2 separate regions of the Anas platyrhynchos genome follow, and region 2 is linked to region 1. A link is a contact called in public Hi-C data. All regions are on one chromosome and are shown on one strand. The core of a region is the stretch at or near the end of the contact, and the rest is flanking DNA. Distances in the headings are between cores, read along the strand shown. Region 1 overlaps RCC1L (RCC1 like). Region 2 has its middle 15 kb from the start of CASTOR2.

Evidence for each region. Hi-C and Micro-C count contacts between places; a contact is called where the count stands out from the background.
Region 2: a contact with region 1 is called in a Hi-C map of subcutaneous adipose tissue, with 1.8 times the contacts expected there. The contact joins two enhancer-like sites. A contact is called at or near these places in 2 of 8 Hi-C or Micro-C datasets (liver and subcutaneous adipose tissue).

What each region holds. Positions count from the first base shown.
Region 1 is chr20:8,664,212-8,669,874 of IASCAAS_PekinDuck_T2T, reverse strand. RCC1L (RCC1 like) reads right to left here. Exons shown (of 11, transcript XM_027445996.3): 11 at 3,199-4,574. The coding sequence ends at 4,497. Among named protein-coding and RNA genes, the nearest start is that of RCC1L, 16 kb to the right of the region's middle. Within about 2 kb of position 2,549, at least 4 of the 8 cell types and tissues checked have an H3K27ac peak or open chromatin away from gene starts, as enhancers often do. A contact at or near this core is called in subcutaneous adipose tissue, where this site is marked.
Region 2 is chr20:8,810,196-8,815,858 of IASCAAS_PekinDuck_T2T, reverse strand. No RefSeq gene overlaps it. Among named protein-coding and RNA genes, the nearest start is that of CASTOR2, 15 kb to the right of the region's middle. Within about 2 kb of position 2,183, at least 1 of the 8 cell types and tissues checked has an H3K27ac peak or open chromatin away from gene starts, as enhancers often do. A contact at or near this core is called in subcutaneous adipose tissue, where this site is marked.

The DNA.
Region 1 (5,663 bases), core at 1,300-3,799:
CCTTGGGGACCTTAAAGCCCCTTGTTTAGGTACCGCTGTCTCTGTAAAGTGAGTGAGATCCCGCTGCTGACCCCCGACACCCACCTGCCTGGCAGAGGCTGGGCTGGGGACAGGGGCACCCTCAGCACCCCGACCTCCCGCAGCCCCGCTCGGGACCCTTCATTTGGGGGAGTACAAAAAAAAAAAAAAAAAGCATTTTTATTTTTTCCCCCCTTTAACTACCAGACTGATGCAAACCAAGGCAGGGGCTCACCCTGAGCTGTGGGGGGGCTGCTGGCACTGGGGAGGCTGTGGGGCTACGAGGTGCAGGTGGCCCTGATACGGTGACACTTTCAAGCCCACTGCTGCCCAAGGGGCTCGGGCTGCAGCCAGCACAGTGCCCCGGGCGCGATGCGTGGAGCTGAGAAGTGGAGGCTTTGCTTTCCCAGCGAGTGCACACGCTTCTTTTCTTTGCTGGTCTTACGCTGAAAAGCTGAGATTTATGTACTGTATGGGGAAAAAAACAAAACAAAACAAAAACACACAAAACATACACAGAAAAAAAAAGAAAAAAAAAAACTAATGTTCCAAAACAAATGACAGTATATTTTGTACTTTGTAAAGTGTTAATTAAAATGAAAAAGAAAAAAAAATGAAACATACGCTGTCTGCTTTTGTACTGATCAAACTGATGAAAATAAAGCAGAGCTTGGCATTGTCTTTATAAGATGTAGCTCGCTTTTTTTTTTTTTTTTTTTTTTTTAAGATAGATCAGCCCATTTTTGACACTTCTGGCCAAATTTAAAGAGCATGTACCTAAGAATTTGGTATGGGATCATTAACCTTTGGTATGGGACCATTAACCTGAACATTTTCCAGACGAAAATTTTCATCTGGAAACAAGCACCAAGTGTTGGTGACATGCACCCTTAGTGCTGTGCCTTGAGAAAAAGCCATTGCAACACAAAACCAGCCCCTGTGGTCTCCCAGGCACATGGCTACTCACAAAAGAGACTGGGGTCTTGGGGTAAATGTGCAGGATTTTGGCTGTAAAACTGGAGCTTAGACTCCTAAAACTCCATTTGCTGATGGGGCCCTCTCATCAGTGGTTCTCCACCTTTACCCAAAGAGGCACAGACGCTGGGGGGTGGCCCAGCACACCACAAAAAAACACCACAAAATCTGGAGTGTGATGAGTCACGCCGAAGGAACATCGTTCCAGCGGCATTTCGAACGCCCCAGGCTAATTATTAGTTCTCTGAGTCACTTGTTTTTGAAGGATCCTGTGGAGAAAAGAGCTCACCATAACGTAGCAGGTGCCTAAAATAACTGGTTTCGGGGGCTCCGATTTGCCCCATCGCTGGGCTGGCTCCAGAGTGGAAATTCGGGTGAGTCCCTTGTCCTGCCCTGCCGCAGCCCACCGGGGTGCTTGGGGTGGTTCGTGCACGGCTCTGCTCAAGCAGCTCGTCCCGGGCTGCTTTCAGGCTATTTTAAGCCCAAACTGACAGCGCAAAGGTGTTTGGAGGGCGAATTACTCTTGCTAATCAATGCAAAATCAAGGAGGTTATTTTAGCTCTGATTTGAGCTGCTCCCCGTGTGCGTCTTGCGCCCACCCCTCTCTGCAGGTAGGTATATTTAGGGCTGGCTCGTCTGCGGCTCTGCAGGACGAAATGGTGCAAAGCTGCCTCCAGGCGCATCGTTCCCAGCTCCCCAGAGGGGTCCCTGCCCCTTGGCAGTGCTCGGACACGGCCCTGACCCATCCTGGGGGCGGCAGGAACCCCTCAGGACACAGCTTCCTTTGACTGGGGGTGGAAAGTAATTACTTTTCTATTATTTGCATCCTTTTTTATTTTGATACGTTCATCTTTATTGCCTTCTCAGTAGAAAACCAGTGCAGGGAAGGTTGTTGCTGGTTTATGAGGGCTGTGACAAGCGCCCCAGGAGTTCTCTGCTCATCCCTTCCCTCAGCACTTGGGGCCCAATGCGGGATGTGCTGGAGACAGGGCAGGAGAGCAGCCCCTGCACACACCCTGTTGGCAGCCGGGCAGCCTCAGGCTGTGCTGCATGAGCTGCCCAGCACGTGCAGCCTTTCACTGGCAAGTACAGGGGGAACTGGTGTCAGTCTGCCTCTGGAAACCAGCCCCGTTTTGCAGACAGTGCAAGATGCTGAATAACAAAGTGACAGGTGCCACGTTCAGTGGCTCTTGACAAGCTCTAACCTGATCTCATCACTCCAGCAACGCCCCTGTAACCAAAACGAGGGTTGGGTTTGATACTTGCCAGACCACAGGTCTCTGCCACCAACCCTATTCCCACCCCACTGTGTGTTAGTGAATGCCCACAGCCACTGCAGTGAAATTGCAACCCTCCCCAGTGCATTAAGCCATGTAACACTTCTATTCAGGGCTAAAGACCTTGCTGGCATTTAATTAACACACAGACTTTGCAATTTATTGCACAGCAAGACTGCAAGACAAGCAGGTAGGACATGGCACCAGGCCCCAGCCCAGCTCTCCAAGAGGCCGGAGCAGCGCTGGTGGCAGAGCAGCTGCAGGCCTGCAGAGGGCCCAGGCACCGAGCTGCAATCCTGCAGCCCCGGCAAACAGCAGCGTGCCCGAGGGAGTTGTTACAAACACCTTCCTTGCCAGATCTTTTTGTATTTATTTCCAATGCTTTAATAAGCTTCCTCATGTAAAAAGGGCACAGCTGCTCCCAGGAGGCCAACACGACACATTTGGGCAACTCAGGCTGCTCCCAGCAGCTGCAGAAGGTATAAATCAGGGCTCAGTTAATGGGAAGGCACAGCAGTGAACTGTCACAATCCAACATTCACAGATTGCTCTGCCCCAACCCACCACCACAACGCAAGGCTCAGAGCAATGTTAAGAGTAGCTCAAAGACAGGGTGGACTGCAAACTTTGGTTCACCTTCGTGATAGTTCATGTGAAGTCCTCCATAAGTTACTGCCTCAGCACAGAGCTCAGCCCCAAGCTCTGGTCAGGCTAACACAAAACCGATTTGGTACAGAAATCCAGCTAAGGGAGCTAAATACGGCACCCTCAGGAGCGTGGCTACTGGCCTACAGCAGTAGGGCTCCTCCTGGGGGAGGTATCACAGGTGACAGAAGTTCCTGCCACACCACACCAAAATGCCTGAATTTAAACACAGAACAGCCCCTCTGTGAAGTCAAATAACATTTCCATTATTAAGAAACAAAGATACAAAGACTTAATCACTTTATTTATAACAAATGCTTGCATTTTGCAAAAATAATAATAATAAACATATATTTAAAAATGTTATTATTTATTTATTTTTACAAAGCAGGAGTACCCCATACATAACTGACACAGCTACACCTGAGGTTGGGAGCATTTCACAAGGACCGTCCCACACTTGTGTGTGAGGCACATGCTGCTGCAGGCACATGCAGCTGCTGCTTCCCATCTCCTTTAGCTCACTGCACCCTAGATGAGCTTAACACAACTCCTCTGCTAAAAAGGCACCACAAAACAAGGCTGTGCCTACAGCCGGCTAAGGCTCACGCACTGCAGGAGAGCCAGGCTCAGCCCAGGGGCTCTTTGCAACTCAGAGCCCCCGTAACCCCAGGGACGAGGACTGCCAGGACTGCCCAAAAATCAAAGGCAGCAGTTTGTGATCAGCACACGGAGACCACTATGTGACAGTGAGTGCTGCTTATTTCCACTGCCTGAACATCAGCCCCACGTGCAGCTCAGAGGGACCTTTATGGAAGTAGGCTGGAAACAAAGATGCTGGACTGGCCCCTGCCCTTGGGCCTGTGCTTCCACAGCAGCAGCACTTTCCCCCTGCAGACAAGTTCCCACTCTCCCAGCGGGACAAACGTGTTCCCTGGATGTTCCTTGGCTGTTCAGTCTGCAGTGCACACGCAGAGCCTGTGGCAGGTGGCGTGCCCAGGGCTGTCTGCAGGCCCCTGGCCGTGTCCAGCTTCCACAGGGAACAGCAGCCTGGGCAGAGCACAGCGGGGGGGGATGCTGAGCAGAGCTGTGCTGGACTCCAACAGCCAGAATGAGTTTTCTTCCGCATAAAAAACTAGTAACTGTAAAGCTTTCCCTGGGGAAATAGCTTGGCTCAGTCCAATGCTGACACCCCAGAGCTGGTGACAAAGAAAGCACCCGTAAACGAATGCCCTGTGCTACAGATTTCACCTCACACCAGTCTTCCCTGAGGGAGATCTCTTCATCCTCACACACAGGATGCACCAGCTGCGGGCTGGGCCTCAGCCTCTTTGGGAGCTTGTCAGGAAGCAGCCAGAGCACTCCGTGCACTGCTGCCCTCCTCAGGGAGCATCCTTCCCTCCCACAGGCAGGCCGGGATGTTTCAGCAACGCAGAGATGAGAACACCCCGAGGCACTGCAGGGGCTGTCCCTGCCCACAGTCACTTCTTGCCTGGCTCCATGGAGCGAGTTTCCCTTTCCCAGACGCTCATCACCGAGCTCCCCGTCTTCAAGGCGCAGCGCCGAGGCCCAACAGCATTGCTAGGTGAAAGATTTAACCATGCTCACCATGTGATCCACGCCACACGCAACATCCACCACCTCACCGGGCACAGTCACCTGCATCAGAGCACAAGAGCAGATTATTTCTCAAGCCGGTACCTTGCACCCTATTTCCTATTTCTCATTCTCCCCCCACCCCCTCCCACTTAATATACCAGTTGCTTTTACAGGAACTCGCACCAACAGACTAGTCAGCTTGAGAACGCAGAGAAAGCAAGATCCAGCACCAGACGTGCCTGTGCATCAAACTGCCAAATATTCCCCTTCCCCCCTCTCAGGAGGGCACAAAGCTCAGGAAGGACAGAGAGAACCATCTCAGCAGCAGCCAGTGAGGAGACCAAAGCCTCAGCCCATCTGCTCAGCAGCAGCACAACCGACCAGAGCAAAATGCAGACAAGAGGATGAGGGCCTGCCCAAGCACCACAAGGATTAGCCTCTTCTCTCATCAGCAAGGACAGGAGAGATGCAAGAGCTTGGCTTCGCCTCAGGCAGTTTTTACTTTGCTGCTAAGCAGACCCAGCTCACCAACCAGAGCAGTTGCACTTCTTGCACTTCAAGTACACTTACAGCTCAAGGAAAGCTGAAGCTACAGAGGGCAAGATGCAAGCTTTTCCTCTGAGCTAAGGGAAAGTAGAGATTGCTCGCTCTAGAGTGGGAATTGACAGGAAAAGAGCCTGGTAACTGCCCTTGTTCTGGTACACGGCTGTACCATAATGGTACTTTGGTATCTCCTGGAGGAGCTGACTGCTGAAGAACTACCCTCAGCATCCACCCCGGAAAACCTGGACACGCCGTGCGTGGTGCAGTCAGACCCTGCTCAGCCACAACGGTGTGATTTCAGTCAGATGCTCCAGAGATAGCTTTGGGGGTTCCTTTTTAAGAGGAGAGCACATGCCAAAGAAACACATCCACTGTGGGTTCAGGCACACAGAAGGGGACTGCAGGATGGTCCAACTGGTCACCTCCATCCTCTCTTACATGGCCCCTGGTGGAGGCTGGGAGTATCTGTTGGGCTGAGCGCTGAACTCTGGAGCCAAGCTTTCCCACACCCCCCAGTCTAGCTCTCAAAGCCAAGAGGCTGACTGCCTCTCAAAGCCAAGAGGGAAGAGGCAGTCAGGCTGGGGACATGAGGAAGATGCCATTCCT
Region 2 (5,663 bases), core at 934-3,433, 150 kb before region 1:
AGATATTTGGGGTTTCCAAATGTGAACAGAAACCAATGAGATCAAAGGATTAAAAAATCTCATTAAAAAAGAATGTTCACTTCTGCACTGTCATACAAAGTTTCATTTCTAAGAATTACTAATACACTCAAATGAAACTGAGGATCCCAAATTTCCTTAACACTCTGGAAAATATTATGGTTACTGTTTTGCCTAACCCTGATTTCTCAGTCCCAATAGGTTCGTGCAATGGAGTCAGTGTGGAAGAGAGACTGCAAAATACATTCCTGCTCTCCTAACATTGATTTAGTGGCCATTTCCCTTAAAGAGTGAAGTTACAAAATCGGGCATACTTTTATGCCAGGGAAAATTCTTTGTGGCTTAGCTGATGCAGAATTAACTGTGCTAGCATAGCTATCCCTCTTTCACTCCTTAATCTAAAATTAAAGTGACTTTTATTTTGCAGAGATAGGTCTGGAGCTGTGCTGGGTAACTGAACTGCACTGAAAGGGGTATTGTGAAATAGTTCCTTTGTAGTAGCTATGGAGCTCAGTTTCCCTTAGGTATAGAAAGGCCCTCGTATATTCAGTATCCCAACAGCTCTTTAAGTAAATCAATGTATTTCTTTCTTGAAATCCTGCAAAACGAATTTGAAAATCCAGCTGGGTTATGTATGTAACAAATACTCTCCATCTTCAAGGAACTTGCATTGAATTAGGAAGAAGACATGTAGGAAAAAAGAAAAAAAAACACCTCAGGGTGGGGAAAATGCTAAACTGAACTGTAAACAAAATAAAAAGCCAAAGCTGTAATGAAGAATACAATTGAGAAATATTTTCCTATTAGATACCAGAAACTATTCTTAAAGCTCTACAAACTCCTTTGCCTTGTTTTCTTCCCAGTGCATACAGGCTGATTTCTAACGAAATATGATCCCAGTGAATCCTGGGCTTATGGTTGCACTGACCCCATGAATCTTGTTTTTAAGGGTATTCTGTTAAGCCTTCTGGAAGATATTTGTTGTCTTTCATTGCTGCCTTCAAAAATAACTTTTCAATTTATAGAGACTGCAGTACATCTGACCACTTTTATGCATGTGCTTCAGTTCGTGTGCTCAGCAGAGCCTTCAAGCACATGCTAAGTCCCTTTGATATCAGGAAGACTTTAAGAAGGGGTTAACAGTAAGCACATGCTTACGGGCTCTGGTAGATGCTCACAGATGACTGTCACAGTTTGGGGCATCATCTCTGTTGTTTGTACCTCTTCTAGGCCAGAACCTTCTGCTGAACCACAGCAGTGGACGGGGAACCCGTGCAGCGCCGAGTCCCAAAGCCCTGTGCACGTCTCTGCCTGTGCCTCCTGTCTGCTGCCTGCACAGGACCCTGCAATTACGCTCGGTGCCTGCGTTGTCGGGTTTGCTGGTTTCAGGGAAGCTTACCATACACAAAGAGGAGCTATTTGTTTAAATGGGTCTGTAGGGAAAGATGACTGCAATAATTGCAGGCTGTTAAATATGCACGTTTGAAGGTTAATTCATGTACTGCATTCAAAGCCAAATATCCAGGACAGATGACTGTTTTTAAAAATAGCCTGGTTATTACAAAACAAACAAGGGAATATAGATGAAACAGCAAAAGCCCACCTGATTCCAGTACTATAAAATGTCAGTGACATACAGTAGGGGCCCTCATGCCTATTTAACTATTGCTTTTCTTCCAGAAGGTGTCAGAAACAAGCCTGTGCGCTGTCAGGTTTAGGCACTCGTAGTGTGCTGGTACTAGGATGGGGGGAGGTGGTGGCAGCTCCATATGCCTGAACTTTTTTTTCTTTTTTCTTTTTTCCTGGATGTGAAAGTTTTGTGTCTGAGTGTGATTAAATGGAGTACAGCCACGTCAATCATGCGCATGTCCAGGGCAGTTGTTCCAGTACTAATTCCTCAAGGCTTGCGATCAGAAAGCGGAGAGCTGTGTGTACAGAACAACATATAGCACAGCAGGGGGAAAGAACAACTATCTTGCAAATGTATACATACGTGTCTATATGCAGGACATAGCTGTGAAACGCTGACCTTTTCATTCCCCCTAGAAAGTACTGGCAGTACTAGCTTCTTCATTTCCTTTTCTGCTGTTTGCTGTATGAGCTGCAGCAGTGTGGCCTGGCTGCTGCTTTGTAGTTTGTGCTCCCAGAGCCAAATATTGGTCCCAGTGAAACCAAGGGAGCTCTGCCCTGCAAGGGAGGGGGAAACTCTCTGAGGAAGATTACAACTTGGCCTTGATAGTATCCAGTAGATGTAGCCAGCAACATAAATCTAATGGCAGAGCTCTGTATTTCCTTCTAAACGCAGCTCTCCTGAGGGTTAGTTGGTGGGATGTGCATTTGTTTTGATGTTTGTTAGATGATATTATCATGACAGAGGGTTGTTTTAAAACCAGATACTGCATTTACACAGATCTTATGTGCATCACTTATAAAGATAATATACCCTCTGCAACCAGCTGAAATTGGAGGCAGAGCCAGGGAAATGACCTGGCTGGCTGTTCAGTGAGCAGAATATTTCCCTGTGAGCACTGGTTGTAGCCAACATTGCTTTCCTGTTGATAGGAGTATGTGTGAGGTATGTGCTTTCTGCAGCAAGAGTGTTTGGTCTTCAGCTTTCCAATGAACTGTGGAGCTTGTCTGTGTCCCCATCATGTGCCACCCCCCAGACCCCCCGCCCCCAGTCTTCTCAACAGTAGAATTCGTTCCCTTTGTTGCAGACCAGTTCCTGAGCAGTTCCAGTCTAACAGTGGTGTCAGCAACAGTCGTTTATTTTACTGTGGATGAATAAATTAAATAAATGGTTTGCCAGTGTTTCCTTATGGAAATTATATTGTCTTCAAGGCCTGACCCTAAGAAATAATGAGCTTCTCCATTTGATATGAGTAGGCATATGCCGCTCTTCATATTGAGTTCTTAATGTGCTTTCTGAGACAAAATGTAAGTGGATCATGGAAGCAGGTACATCCCTGATGCTTGTGGCCTTCTGGGTCTCATCTGTCCATCTGGGGCCCCGTGTGTGCCTTCTTCCTTTGTCTCTTTGATGAGCAGTAACACAGCCAAGTACAGAATGTAATCGCTTGTCTTTTCTCAGGTGTAGAGCAGAAGCAAATCTTGTTTGTAAGGTGAAAGTCTTTGATAGAGAGAGAAGGTTTGACAGGTACCCTTAATTATACTTTTTTGCTTAAAAATGTATAGGTGAATGTTTTAAATGTGTGCAGCACATTGTCATCTGCCTGTACAAACTTCTGTTCAACAAACAACTGTGGACGTGACCCTCTGGAACTATATTAATGTTCATCTGGCAAAGTTCTGGAATTTCATAATCATATAGTTGTCACCAAGATCTTTTTCTTTCCCTTCTCTCTATTTTTATATTAATGGCATCTGTATTCTGTGAAGGTTTTGCTATACTTTGCTGCTGCATAATGAAAAATGATGAAAAGTCAGCAAGCCCATACTGAAAGAAAGTTCAAGCCATGTGGAGACTTCTGTCCACCTGCTCGGAGAAGAAACGTGTATGCAGGAGTGAGCAGTGAGTCCTGTATTTGGGTGCAGGTTGCAGCATTGTTTTTTGTGGGTTTGAAATTTGCAGGTGTGGAGAGGGAAGAAAGTAAACAGCAGCACTGACACTTGGAAGGTGCAGTTAGGAAATCTGGCTTATACTCTCGCACAAAAATTTACCGTTTTCCAAGTCATAACCATGGAAAGTCGACAGCATGCATTTTATACATTTTATGTATATCATCAATATAGGTTCAGAACAAGATAATGCACAATGGTTAAAGCCACTCGATGTACTCTTCTTGTATTCCTCACTGAAGAGCATGTAAAAAGATATTAGAGTGGCAAGTGAAATACAACAACATGCTTTGTTCTGTCCTGATTTGTCAAGGGCATGTGGACTGCATTGTTCTGTTGTCGTTTGGAGGGCAGTATTTTCTCTGTGCTTCCTCTGAGGTTACCGGAGTGTCTCATGAAGGAGAAGCACCCAGGTGGCTTTGAGCACATACCTGTCTCTAGCACCCTTCAGCACACTTGCTCAGTAATTCAAGGCTCATAGATAGTAAAAGGATGTTCTTTCTTGAGAGGTTATTGGGAGGAATTAATCAAGAATTTCTTATTGAAATGTCTCTGTTGTAAAACGATAATTCATTAAAATCAAACATGTTTTCAGGAGAGGGCTTGTTCTGAGACTATCCTATCACATTCTGTCTTTTTTAATCATTTTTGCAGGAAAGGTTTTGACATTGTTGAAACATCTGCTTTGAACAATTTCTTTTATAAACTCTTCTCTTTGAAACATGTAAATGGAAGTCTAAATTGAAAAAGATAAGACAAAATGAACAGTTTCACTGAAAAAAAAATCAAGCTGAATTTTTCATTCCAAATTAAATGGGGAAAAATATTTTTTTAAATCGCATTCATGTTGGATGGAAGAATGTTTCTCATTTTGTTCTAAAAAATAATGAATAATCTAGCTGGAAATAAGTGAACAGAGAGCAAAATGACAGTTAATTTCTGTTCTTTGCAGAGAGAGTTTACCTCTTGGTATCTTTATGTTAGTGTATGATGTTTAACATTCCTGGAGTGTTCTCAGGACCACTGAGTCCCTCCTGGCATTTGCCCTCACTATGTTTCTGTTCATGCATGACCTTTGAAACTGAATTCTCCACACCTCAATCAAAACCCTGTGGGAATTCCAACTTCGTAAAGATTGCAGGTTCAGTACTGTGGGCTGCTTGCTGCTACTCCATAGTAAATCTATATTTCTTGTCCAATTTCAGATGCAGGTGTTGCACAAAGTGATAGATCACCATAGCAGGAACCAGCTTCCAGCTTAGCTCTGATACTGTGAGGGCAAACAGGGTTAATAAGGAAGTAGTCTGTAAATTGGCAAAATATGGTGCAAGAAAACATAGAACAACTACAGAACCACATCAGTCTTTTCATTACATCTCTCATAATTGTTTCCACACACCTTACTAGTAGGTAGGTAATGTGCCTGAAAGTCAGAGCTGGTGTAAACTAATATTATCCCAGAAAGGTCTGGTAGAGTTGTACTATTTCATGCTAGCTTCCCAAGAGAGACTTGCACAAAATGACCATAATATGGAAATGACAATGCTATCCTCACTGCTGCTGGAGCAGATGAAAATTGATATAATATGAAGAATCTGCTAGAAGAAGGTTCCTTGAAACATCTCTGGAAAAGCAGCTGGAGCTATAGCAACATGCTTCTCATTTAATTGAAAGGATTTGGGGCTGTATTTGCTTTCTGCTTATATATAATGAACAAGTGAGGGAAAATAAAATAATTATTTTTGAGGTGTGCTGCTTGGATGCAAAGCCCTGCGTTGGTTTATAGCCATTTTGAAAAGCAGCCACAACACAACTGCCTTTCTCTGCACAAAAAGATGGGGACTCTGCTGTGCCAGGGAGGCAGCCTGCCTTCTGTCGGCTCAGCGCCTTAGCAGTGCCACTCTCTCCAGACAGTCGGGACAGACTCCCTTTAAGGGAAGGGGGAAGGAAAAAAAAAATTAAAGAGGAAAAACAAACCTTTAATAATTTCTTCAGCAAAGGCAGTTAAAGGCACTTGGAGTCTTGAAAAGAAGTTCCTTTTTTATTTTGTGAGTAGGAAAAAAAAA